2 separate regions of the Sus scrofa genome follow, and region 2 is linked to region 1. The links are chromatin contacts, called in public HiChIP or PLAC-seq maps. All regions are on one chromosome and are shown on one strand. The core of a region is the stretch at or near the end of the contact, and the rest is flanking DNA. Distances in the headings are between cores, read along the strand shown. Region 1 has its middle 340 kb from the start of IRS1. Region 2 holds the start of IRS1 (insulin receptor substrate 1).

Region 1 (6,051 bases), core at 1,902-4,401:
AATAATAACAACCAAAGCAACAACAAGAAATAAACAAGACCTTTCAGCTCGTATAGAGTGGATCGATCTGTTTGCTTTTTTTTATGGTTGAAGAAAACTCCCAAAGAACAAAAGGATTTGCCTAGGGTCATTTTGAAATAGAGCCTCTTTACAACTACAATTTTTGTTTTTTTTAAAATTCTGAGTCTGTATATTCTGTAATATACTCCCATTTACTAATTCGAATATTCTGAGTAGATTCAAAACTTCTACCACATTCTGATTTAAGGTTGCCTGGTTATAGGTGTTCCCATCGTGGCTCAGCAGAAACGAATCTGATTAGTATCCATGAGAACGCAGGTTGGATCCTTGGCTTCACTCAGTGGGTTAAGGATCTGGAGTTGCCGTGAGCTATGGTGTTGGTCGCAGACAAGGCTCGGATGCTACATTGCTGTGGCTGTGGTGTAGGCCAGTGGCTACAGCTCCAATTTGACCCCTAGCCTGGGAACTTCCATATACCATGAGTGTGGCCCTAAAAAAACCCAAACTAAGACAAAACAAAACAAAAAGATTGCCTGGTTATAAACAGTGGCTTCAGAATATTTTGATAGCTCAAAAGGAAAATTATCTGTATGGATTGCTCACACAAGGAAAATAATATGAGCTATCTATAACATAACAAACATTCCAAAGACTTTAGACATAAATGAGCATTTTCACATGAACATTTTTGAGAAATCACCTTGTTCAGTGAAAAATTATAAAAAAAGTTGGAATTGTGGCTATTCTATATTTTATCTGTGTGAAAGTGGCACTCATTAAACTCTTCGGAGTCTCAGTTTCTTCATCTGTAACATGAGGACAAGGCTTGATACCCTACAAGGATGAATTAGGTGATGGATTATTTTTGTTGTGGTGCCTCATACTATTGGCTCTTTGATAGCTGACCTTAATTTTCTTCCTGCTCTGACAAATAGTTTCATATCCTCCATTCATTCCCTTCCTAGATGTACTGAAGAGGACTGAGAAAAATCGATGGAAATTTTTAGAATATTTTAATTACTCAGTCCTCCTGGTATTTCTTTAATTGGTCCCAGATGCTATTTGCTAATTCTTGAATTCAGTATAGATTCTTTGTAAAAGAAATGAATTAAACACTACCTAAAAGTTGTGAGTTTTTTTTCTAGTGTTGGTTTAGAGAACTCAGTTCCCCTATTTTATATTACAAAAAAGAATCCTATAATGTGAATAAAGATACTGTAACATTTGTATGAAAATATCGAGCAGAAAATGTTTTGTGTCCAAATGTATATGAGTCACTATTAATTATTGGTTAGCTTAGAGTAACAGCTGGTCAGCCAAGCACCTCCAATTGTCATTGAAAACGCTCATAGTTTTTCTCCCTTTGTCACTTTTACATCTCTTGTTAGAGGAGTTGCTGACACAACAGGACATGCTGATGTCCCAAGCAAACTAACTTTTCAGAACCACAGATCCCAGGGAGATGCAAAATTGATTGCTTTCTCTGCAATACCTATTTTCTCTGAGCATGTAGCCAATTATGCTTTTCAGTGTTTGTTGGTTGTGCCAACCTCCTTGAGCCAAACAATTTCCTGATTTAAAATCTCATATGAGGAACCTCCATACTGTTTTCCATAGTGGTTGTACCAATAGACCATGATGGAAGCTAAGAAAGGGAATGTGTGTGTGTGTGTGTGTGTGTGTGTGTGTGTGTGTGTGTGACTGGGTCACTTTGATATAGAGCAGAAATTGGAATATCACTGAAAAACAGCTATACTTTAATTAAAAAAAAATAGAAATTCCTGTTGTGGCTCAGCAAGATAAGAACCTGACAGGCTTCTTGAGGATGTGGGTTGATCCCTGGCCTTGCTCAATGGGTTAAGGATCCAGCGTTGCTGCAAGCCACAGCATAAGTCGAAGATATGGCTCAGTTCTGGCATTGCTGTGCTGTGTCTGTGGCATATGCCTCAGCTTCAGCTCCAATTTGACCCCTGGCCAGGGAACTTCAATATGCCTCAGGTGTGGCCACTAAAAAAAAAAAGGGTTAAAAAAAATTCATATGATCTCGTTTTCTATTTACCCTTTGGATTGAAGGAATTTATGTGGTTGATTTCATTTCCGAAACTGGGAAACAGAAAGATTAGAGTTTATAGTAAATTACCCACCCACCTGTTCCCACAGACTTGGCTTTCCTCTACAACTTTACCGGGTCATCAAAATACAGAACCTATGGGGTTGCATCATAGCCTGGCTAAGAATGAGGACTCAAGTATCAGATTGTATGACCTTGGGTATATAATTAAGTTCTCTAATAATTAAAGAAGCATCAGTTTCCTTATTTGTGATATTTGGATAGTAATATTATTACTGTATAGAATATTTGTAAAGAGAAGATAAATAATGGGTTAAGAATGCATAGAATTGTACCTGATTCATCGTAAGCGGTCAGAACATGCTCGTTCTTATTGCCATAGCTCCTGTGCTTAAAAAAACTGAAACAAATTGTTTATGAAATAAGACCGAGTGCTGGCCAGAAGAATCCTAATAAACCTTACTTGCAGTACTTCCTTAATAAAACATTAATCAAAATGTTTAATATACATCTCTATAGAAACGAGTACAAAATTTATTTCACAAAGAATTGCTTTCCCTGGGTATATGTGTAGTGTTGGCAAAGTTGACACAAATGAAGCCCTGTTTTCAGGAGCTCACAATCTAATAGACGGGATGGACCAATTAATAAATTGCGAAGTTTTAAACAATAAAATAAATTATAACGACAAAATTCATATTGGTGCCGAATTTACCTAATGAACAATTATTGTACTGCTAGAACATGGCAGAAATATAGAATGTCAAAGTTATCAAGAACTTAATGCCAAAGTGAGTTTTATTTTAGCTTTGAATTGAATAATCTGATGAGTCAGGATTGATATCTCTTGACACATCTTAAATGCTCTGTTTGAAGAAACCCTTGTATTTTTTTCCGACAGAAGACAGAAAACCATTGCATATATTAAATTGCATTGCCTTACATGGTTTAGGAAAGTGAGGCCAAAAAACATCTACCGGATATTCTACTAACTGCTGTTTATGTGAGCCCACAGAAAGAATTAGTTTGCACATCCATATCAAATGCCCACATGCTCCACTCCCCAATTCTTTATATAGCTGTCATGAAACAAAGATATGCCTAATCGGCTTTGCCAGAAGTAAGGGATAAGCTGTCTTTTTTTTTTTCTTTCCATCTTCACTGGCTGCAACTCTAATTCCTAATTTTATATAGAATACTTAGCTTCCTCTAATAAAGATCCCTGTTAAAAAGAATCCACATACAGATGCAATTTTGCATATGGTCTTCAAAAAGCAATGGCATGCTGGAAGTCTCTGGTGTTGTAGAAACTTATGGTTTAGGACACGTGACTGGCATTTCCTTTAGGGGCGTAAGTGGCTCCAGTGGCTCAAGATAGAATGCCACTCTACGCCTGGTATTACATTATGCACCGTCAGAAACCCTGACACTGATTTATTATTATGACTGATGTATTTTACACCATCTAATCTCTTACACAAAATAGATTCTAACTTAGTTCCAAATATTGTTTCACTAATAAGAAGCAACCCAGACATATCTAAGTAGAGTCATGGTATTCAGCGCAATTAAATTTTGTTTCCAACATTTTAGGGAATGCCACTTAAATTTTTCCTTTATTTCTTCTGTTCTTATAGATTTTCCTATAGAAGTCAGATTTTAATAAGAGGACAATATAGTTGGAACTGTGCACTCTAACTTTTATTGCACTTTGCATAACAAAATTGAATTTGTTGAATCTGCAAAATAGAGATAATATGTAGTTAAACTTGGCATTTGAAAAATCTTGTGACTTTCCACCCAAGTGGTGGATAATGTTATTCCTGTCACAAATGAATGGTAACAACTTAGAATCTTATGATCACAGATTAATTTTTTTAAATGTTGTTTACTACAGAGTTTGTTATTGAAGTTTCTCTCTGGGTTATATATTTATTTTCTGAGAAATAAGTATGCAGTAGAGAAGGATGAAAGTAGGAAATCTTAGTGTTTAGCAAGAATACTCTTATGTCACATTATACTCAGAGCACTGCATTCATCGTTTGTTCTTTTTCTTTCTTGCATTTTCAGTCACCTTTTTTTCCTCTTAGGATATTCTTCTGAGAATAGATTGATGTTAGGACTCATTTGGTTCCAAAAGATATATGGTCGAATCTAAGATTTCTTAGGCAAAATGGGCCATGTATTGACTCATGCAAAGTATAGTGTGTAGGGCTGGCTTCAAGTGAGGCTTGAGTTAGATGCTTAAAAGATGGCATTTTCCGTTTTAGTCTCTGGACTCAGGTTCCACTTGGATCCATTCTCATGCAGGTTCCCTCTTTTAATATCAAAGTGACTGCCTAAGGATGCATTACAGTCGCAAGTGCAACTAAATAGAGCATCTTTTCCTAGAAGATCCGAAGTCCATGCTTCTCCTTATTTTGGATGGACTCCTGTGCACCGCTCTGAACTAGGCTAGTGGTTTGCATTTGCCAAATTGCCACTTTTGAGTGGAATTAGGGATATACTTGGCTAAGGGGTGATCGGAATGTAAATACTCAAATAATATTTGGGAGCTAGTATTAGAAAAAGGGGAAGTGCATGAAGAGCCTGAAAACAAACAAACATAAACATTACCACCACAGAAGGGGCATTTGGGTGTTCCTACCAGTGACAATTTAGGCTGTGGTATGAAGATTAAGTGTAGGTATCTTTGGAGGCACTCAAGCTTTTCTAATGCATGCACCTAATAGTCCTAGACTTTGGTTTACCAGAGTCATTGCTGCCTCTCTCTGAACAATGTGATTGTGGACACAACAATTTTCTCAGTCTGGTATCATAGCCTGAATAACGTGCTTCATGGCACATCAGCTTCCCTTTGTTCTCTCTTTCTTCACCTCTGCTATTTCTCTTCCTTTCCACTTTGAGGGGTGCCCTTCCTCGAGCTTTCTTATCACATTTAGTACTCAGATAATTCATACTGTGGTTTGTACTAGACTAGTGCAACTTGCATATAAGCCTTACAGGGTATGAACTTTTGAAGCTTGATCTTTATTAAGGAAAGTATTAGCAAACTGATTTCAATGGCAAGAAGTGTCATGGATACAGAGGCCTCTTCCTAGGGTCAGTGGAAATCTTTTGCCAAATACCCTAATGGCCTGGCAGTTAAGGATTTGATGTTGTCACTGTTGTGGCCCAGGTTCATTGCTCTGTTTTGCCTTGGATCTTAGGCCCAGGAATTTCCACATGTCATAGGCACAGCCAAAAAAAAAAAAAAAAAAATGCGCTTATGAAGCTCACATGTAAAGCCAGCCCAAATGGGGAAGAAAGAGGGTATTGGTTGAATGAGATTGGGCACAGATCACATTTTAGAGCATTCTAGAAATTTTCGTGTTGAGGTCATCCCTCTACCTTGGGGTCTGTCTAGGAAGGGTACTGAAATAATACTGTATTCTCCACTTTTTTGATTCAAAAAAAAAGATTTGGGTTGTCTTCCCTTAGAGAGCCAGGAAGTAATCAGTCTTATGAAGAAATATTTTAGAGCAGCATTTCTCAAATTCCAATGTGTATGCAAATCACCTGGGAATCTTGTTAAAATGCAGATTCTGTCTGTAGATCTGTGATTCTGCGTGTCTATTAGAAAAGCAGTGAGTGAAGCCAAGGCTGCTGCTGGTTCCCAGACTACATGTTGAATAGCAAATCTCTAGTAATTGTGCTGTCTGATATAGTAGTCACCAACCACATGTGAATAGTTAAATTTAATAAAATTAAATAGTTTCATATTTAGGTTCGCTAGCCACATTTTAAGTGCTCAGTCACTGCTCATGCCTGGTGCCTGCAGTATGGGACAATGTAGAATAAAACATTGCCATAATCTCGGAAACATCCATTGGACAACTTTGCTCTAGACGATGGAGAGTCCAACTCTAGAGCACATGGCTTCTTGAAATTTCAAGGTAGCACCATTTTCTGGAGAAGTG
Region 2 (6,445 bases), core at 3,344-5,843, 340 kb before region 1:
AGTTATCACTTATCTTCATTTTTTATCCCTCTTATTACCCCGTTAAAGCTGTAAGAAGCTATCTCTTTTTATATACGCCATACTACCTTGCTGGGTAGGCATTCAAATATTGGTTAGTATTGAGAGCAATCTCAAAGTTAAAAAAGACATTAAAATAAGAAAATCTGCAAGTTTTTATTTTCCGTTAAGCGTCATTCTAAATTGCCAAAATTAATTCTAGAAATGACAATATTTAAACAGCTCCTCCAGTTGTGACCTATTTATCTTAAGGAAAACATCTACTCTGATATAAGAAATATTGTTAATTTTCAAATGCCTAGTTGTACCTTCTGCCAAGTCAATTCTAATTTCTATTCTCTATGACAGTAACTTACAGTTCTCTGTGTTGAGCATATATAAAATGTTTAATTTATAACAGATCAATTCATAAGCAAAACAAATTTACAGCTGGAGATCACTTTAGGGAAATATGTAATAATTGATAAAATTTGTATGATATCCCTGATGGCATCTCAAACACATGAATATTTCCATTTTACAGCTAATTGTAGACATACTGCCCAACAGTGCACCCATGACATGTAAAGTTTTAACTCCTGGAATCATAACTGCATTTGTCAACGTAGCTGTTCTAGTGTTTGGTTGAATCATTATCTCAGCTCTGGTAGTTTTAAAATGCACTTTAGCCTGCTACCCAAATCATCTGTAGCTGTCCTACAGATGGCAGCATTGAGCAATACATTTGGTGGGGCTGCTTTTTGGTTTCTGTGAATTTTCAGTTAGGAGTCAATTTTTCATACAGTATATTTCACTACTGTACACCACAAGACTAATTTGGAGTATGGTGACAGGATAATACTTGTACCTGCTCAAAATTACTTCAGTTCAGTTTCTACAAAAGCATTTCTTTCTATTCTGTATATGAACCAAATGTGCATTTCCAGAGTTCTCTCAGTGCATTAATAAAAATGTAGAAAATGTGAAATTATCATATTAATAATTATAATAAATATTAACCACCTTTAACGTGGGTGGTAAAACATCAGCAGGTAGGGAGAAAGGACAATAACATCCTATGCTCAATGATTAGCTACCACGTGAAATCCATTGGTTTGGAAAAAAATGGCACAGCAATCTGGCTTATTTCACGACTTCTTATGAATATTTTAGCCACCGAAACTGAATTTCTGCTTTAAGCGGAAATTCTTTCCCACTGAGATTTTTTTTAAAAAAGCTTTTATAATAATTAGTTTTATGTGATCAAAATCCTAATCTTTCTGTGATGATTATTCTAGAATATTTGCAAATTTTAAGTTGATCTTCCAGACCTCTCTTTCCAGGAAAGGGTACTTTGTTTTCCATAGAGGTATATTTCTTTTTTCTTTCTTTCTTTTTTTTTTTTTTTTAGCTTTGGGGAGGAGGGTTGGGGAAATCATTTCAAAAGTAAATAGATTTGGTTTGTTTTTCCTATAAAATGTGAAATATTCTCCACCCCCATCCGGCGCTAAACATCAAACCTGTAAAAAGCCCTTTGGCCTTAGATTACACTGTTACTAGTAAACAACTGTTTTATCTTTTTTTTTTTTTTTTTCCTCTCCAAATGTAAAACCAGTTACTTTACTACTAACTTCGGACTACCCCGCTCCGCATCCCTCTTCTCTGCTCACCACAAAGCTCGCTATTACCCCAGAATCTCGGTCACTGTTACTGCCGCCTCGTTACCAGATTCTATCTGCTATTTATAGCTTTGCTGTAGTGGGCACGTGTGCCCACATCACCAGGCTGTCAGAGATAGAGAAGGACGGGCTTTCAATTCAACAGCGTATACACAAATTACAGATTAACCAGGTTGAAGTGAGGCTGCACGATGGCAGGGAACACTGTGAGGGAAGAAATGAGAAGCTCCTTGGCTTCGGTGGGCAGTAGCCCCTCTTCAGATACTGGCTTCCCCCAGTTCACATATCGTACGCTGCTGAATGGCGCCTTTGGTTCTTTTTCGTTTCTTTCTTTTTTTCTTTTTTTCTTACTACGCTTTGCAACCTACCTTGGTACCCTCACCCTCTCTCCCTACGTCCCCTCCTGCCAAACAAGGCCTGAGAGACAGGCAGTCCCACCAATCAGCAGGCTCCCCCAAGAAACTCCCCGCCCCTCACCCTGGTATTAGGCCCAGGCGCGCTCCTCCACCGCCCAGTCCGTCCGAACACTGAGCATGCCCAGTGCCCTACTGCTGCTTTTCCCCGCGAGCAGGGTCTCCAGCGCTGAGAGGGGGCGGAGACCCCAAACCCGCCAGGAATGGGGTGGGAAAATAAGATAAGCCCTAAACAGAGGGGCTAGCGTCATTTTCTAAAGGGTCCTTAATGCCAGCTGGACAAGCAGAGGGCAGCCTGCTTGTTTACAGGTCAGCTTAAAAAAACACAAAAACTTTAGGGGATCATTTGCTTGTGGTGAGCCTGATACCGCAAGGTAACTGTGTAAGAGTCTGTCCTTCTCATGAAGAACTCATTTTCCTGTACAGTTGAGCTGGCACCATTCTTGTTTTCTCCCGATTATCCTTGTGGTCAAGGGTAAAAACGTTATGGGGTGGTTCAGTGGGTGTGGAAGCTGTGTGTGAAACAAACACTTCAGGCAGTATTTACATAGTAGGGTTTTGGCCTTACAAACCCTCTGTAGGTCCCTAACATCTTTTGGAAGTCATAAATAGATTTCGGAGTATGACGAGGGGCTGGCGTCTCATTTTTCTCCCCAAGCCTTCATCCCAAGGTGCGAATCCCCGCCCCCTCGCTGGGGGTGGGGTGGGGAAAAGGAGAAACTGGATATTTACGTTTTCTTCCTAATTGATCTGCTGCTAACACCGCAACGCGGGAGGTACAACGCTTCTCAGAGATCCCTCTTGTTCTCGAGTGCCCATAACCCCCCAATCACTGCCCTTGGGCGTTCCTTTGAGGTACCTCACTGCCGCAAATGCGGGGATTCCAAGGTGGAAGGCTGGCTCCTAAGTCCTTTAGAAAACCTCGCAAAAACAAAGATTTCACTATGGCCTATCACCCTGAAACTGAAATCCAGCTTTTATATTTCCAGGGAGAAAAAACCTCCCTCCGGAAGAGTCGATCTTACCTGTTAGGAAAGATTTAGCCCAGCTCCCGCGCCCCCTCCTCCCGGACCCTCCCAGGCTAGGCTCTGTAGCCGCAGTGCCCGCCCCCCAACTCCCCGCCCGTCGCCCCCCACCCTCACTCCTGCGTCTTCCCGAGTTCGGCACACGCACACCCCCCGTTTTCCCAGATTCCCCTCGTGCTTTCGGGTAGCCACCCAAACACCCCCGCCCGCGCCCGCGGCGGGGATTCCTGCGGGCCGGGGGCACCCTGGGTGGCGCTCGGGGAGGAAGGCTCTGCGCCAGGGCGGGCGGCCGCGCAGGGGCGCTGCCCGAGCGCAGCGCTGAAGCCGGCGCGGGCGCCTCTGCGGCACGACCGGGGGGCGGAGAGGGGCGGGCGCGGGGCGGGCTCAACCGGGAATGTAGAGACCCAGGCGGGAGCCTCCCGGCGGCGGCGGCGGCAGCCGGGCTGCGGAGCGCGGAGGCTCCATCACGTGTTTCTCTCCTGAGTGAGACGGCGGCGCGGTCGGAGGGGGCCGACGCGCAGAGCCAGACGCCGCTGCTTGTTTTGGTTGGGGCTCTCGGCAACTCTCCGAGGAGGAGGGAGGCGGGGAGAAGTAACTGCTGCAGCAGCGCCTCCCGGGGAAGAGGCGTCTTCCCCGACTCCTTCCCCAACCTCCCCCCTTGCCTCCCGCCCTCGTCCCCTCCCCTCCTCCCCTGCCGACTGGAGCGAGGGGCAGGGATGAGCCTGTCCCTCCGGCGCGTCCCCAGCTCCCCAGTAGCGTTTTGCGTGGAAAAGCCACTTTCTTCGCCTGTGGAGATGGGCCCGAATGGGGGCTGCAGAGGACGCGTCCGCGGGCGGCGGCAGCAGCAGCAGCAACAGCCGCAGCGCCGCGGTCTCTGCGACTGAGCTGGTATTTGGGCGGCTGGTGGCGGCGGGGACGGTTGGGGGGTGGGAGGAGGCGGAGGAGGAGGCGAAGGAGAAGGAGGAGGGAGAACCCCGTGCAACGTTGGGACTTGGCAGCTCGCCTCCCCCTGCCCAAGGATATTTAATTTGCCTCGGGAATCGCTACTTCCAGAGGGGAACTCAGGAGGGAAGGCGCGCGTGCCTGGAGGGGCAACGCGGGGACCCCCGGCCGCCGCCGCCTGCGCGCCGGACTCCAGCCCTGGCGGCGAGCGATGCATCTTCTCTCCTTCCCAGCCGCGGCGGCTGAGAAGAGATTTGGCTCCCCGAGGATCCGGGCTGCACTCACGCCGGACGCGCTGCCTCCCCCCAGGGCATGAAACGCCAGTAAACTCCGGTCGGGGCTATCTCCTTGGCGCAGCTGCTGCGTCCTCCCTCGGCTGCCCCTCCCCGGCGCGGAGGGCGGCGTGGATTTCGGAGTCGGGGTTTCTGCCGCCTCCAGCCCTGTTTGCATGTGCGGGGCCGCGGCGAGGAGCCTCCGCCCCCCACCCGGTTGTTTTTCGGCGCCTCCCTCTCCTCGGCGGCGGTGGCGGCGGCAGCATGGCGAGCCCTCCCGAGACGGATGGCTTCTCGGACGTGCGCAAGGTGGGCTACCTGCGCAAACCCAAGAGCATGCACAAGCGCTTTTTCGTGCTGCGGGCGGCCAGCGAGGCTGGGGGCCCCGCGCGCCTCGAGTACTACGAGAACGAGAAGAAGTGGCGGCACAAGTCGAGCGCCCCCAAACGCTCGATCCCCCTGGAGAGCTGCTTCAACATCAACAAGCGGGCGGATTCCAAGAACAAGCACCTGGTGGCCCTCTACACCCGGGACGAGCACTTTGCCATCGCGGCGGACAGCGAGGCCGAACAGGACAGCTGGTACCAGGCCCTCCTGCAGCTGCACAACCGTGCCAAGGGCCACCACGACGGGGCCGCAGGCCCCGGGGCGGGAGGCGGTGGGGGCAGCTGCAGTGGCAGCTCTGGCCTCGGCGAGGCTGGGGAGGACTTGAGCTACGGAGACGTGCCCCCAGGACCCGCCTTCAAGGAGGTTTGGCAGGTGATCCTGAAACCCAAAGGCCTGGGTCAGACAAAGAACCTGATTGGCATCTACCGCCTCTGCCTGACCAGCAAGACCATCAGTTTCGTGAAGCTGAACTCGGAGGCGGCGGCTGTGGTGCTGCAGCTGATGAACATCAGGCGCTGTGGCCACTCAGAGAACTTCTTCTTCATCGAAGTGGGCCGTTCTGCAGTGACGGGACCCGGGGAGTTTTGGATGCAGGTGGATGATTCTGTGGTGGCCCAGAATATGCATGAGACAATCCTGGAGGCCATGCGGGCCATGAGCGATGAGTTCCGCCCTCGAAGCAAGAGCCAGTCCTCCTCTAACTGCTCCAACCCCATCAGTGTACCTCTGCGCAGGCACCACCTCAACAACCCTCCGCCCAGCCAGGTGGGGCTGACCCGCCGCTCACGCACAGAGAGCATCACTGCCACCTCCCCGGCCAGCTTGGTGGGCGGGAAGCAGGGCTCCTTCCGCGTCCGTGCGTCCAGTGATGGGGAAGGCACCATGTCTCGCCCCGCCTCTGTGGACGGCAGTCCTGTGAGCCCTAGCACCAACAGGACTCACGCCCACCGGCATCGAGGCAGCTCCCGGCTGCACCCGCCTCTTAACCACAGCCGCTCTATTCCCATGCCTTCCTCTCGCTGCTCACCCTCCGCCACCAGCCCGGTCAGCCTGTCGTCCAGCAGCACCAGCGGCCATGGCTCCACCTCGGACTGTCTCTTCCCGCGGCGGTCTAGTGCTTCTGTGTCCGGGTCCCCCAGTGACGGCGGTTTCATCTCTTCCGATGAGTATGGCTCTAGCCCCTGTGATTTCCGAAGTTCCTTCCGCAGTGTCACGCCGGATTCCCTGGGCCACACCCCGCCCGCCCGCGGTGAGGAGGAGCTGAGCAACTACATCTGCATGGGGGGCAAGGGGGCCTCCACCCTCGCTGCCCCCAATGGCCACTACATTTTGCCTCGGGGTGGCAATGGCCACCGCTGCCTCCCAGGAGCTGGCTTGGGCACGAGCCCAGCCCTGACCGGGGAGGAAGCAGGCCCTGCATCTGATCTGGATAATCGGTTCCGAAAGCGGACTCACTCTGCTGGCACATCCCCTACTATTTCCCACCAGAAGACCCCATCCCAGTCCTCTGTGGCTTCCATTGAGGAATATACAGAGATGATGCCGGCCTACCCACCAGGAGGTGGCAGTGGAGGCCGGATGCCCAACTACCGGCACTCCGCCTTCGTGCCCACCCACTCCTACCCTGAGGAGGGTCTGGAAATGCACCCCTTGGAGCGGCGTGGGGGTCACCACCGCCAAGACACCTCCAGCCTCCACACCGATGATGGCTACATGCCCATGTCCCCAGG

The links. HiChIP or PLAC-seq counts read pairs in DNA pulled down with a chosen protein or histone mark.
Region 2: a contact with region 1 is called in an H3K27ac HiChIP or PLAC-seq map of skeletal muscle, with 7 times the contacts expected there. The contact joins the promoter of IRS1 here to the enhancer-like site in region 1. A contact is called at or near these places in 4 of 47 Hi-C or Micro-C datasets (heart right ventricle, psoas muscle and skeletal muscle) and 2 of 2 datasets of contacts at active chromatin or transcription factors (alveolar macrophages and skeletal muscle).

Annotation. Positions count from the first base shown.
Region 1 is chr15:127,967,666-127,973,716 of Sscrofa11.1, reverse strand. No RefSeq gene overlaps it. Among named protein-coding and RNA genes, the nearest start is that of IRS1, 340 kb to the left of the region's middle. Within about 2 kb of position 3,151, at least 2 of the 83 cell types and tissues checked have an H3K27ac peak or open chromatin away from gene starts, as enhancers often do. A contact at or near this core is called in skeletal muscle, where this site is marked.
Region 2 is chr15:128,305,432-128,311,876 of Sscrofa11.1, reverse strand. It overlaps IRS1 (insulin receptor substrate 1), which reads left to right and starts at 4,593. Exons shown (of 2, transcript NM_001244489.1): 1 at 4,593-6,445. The coding sequence starts at 4,593.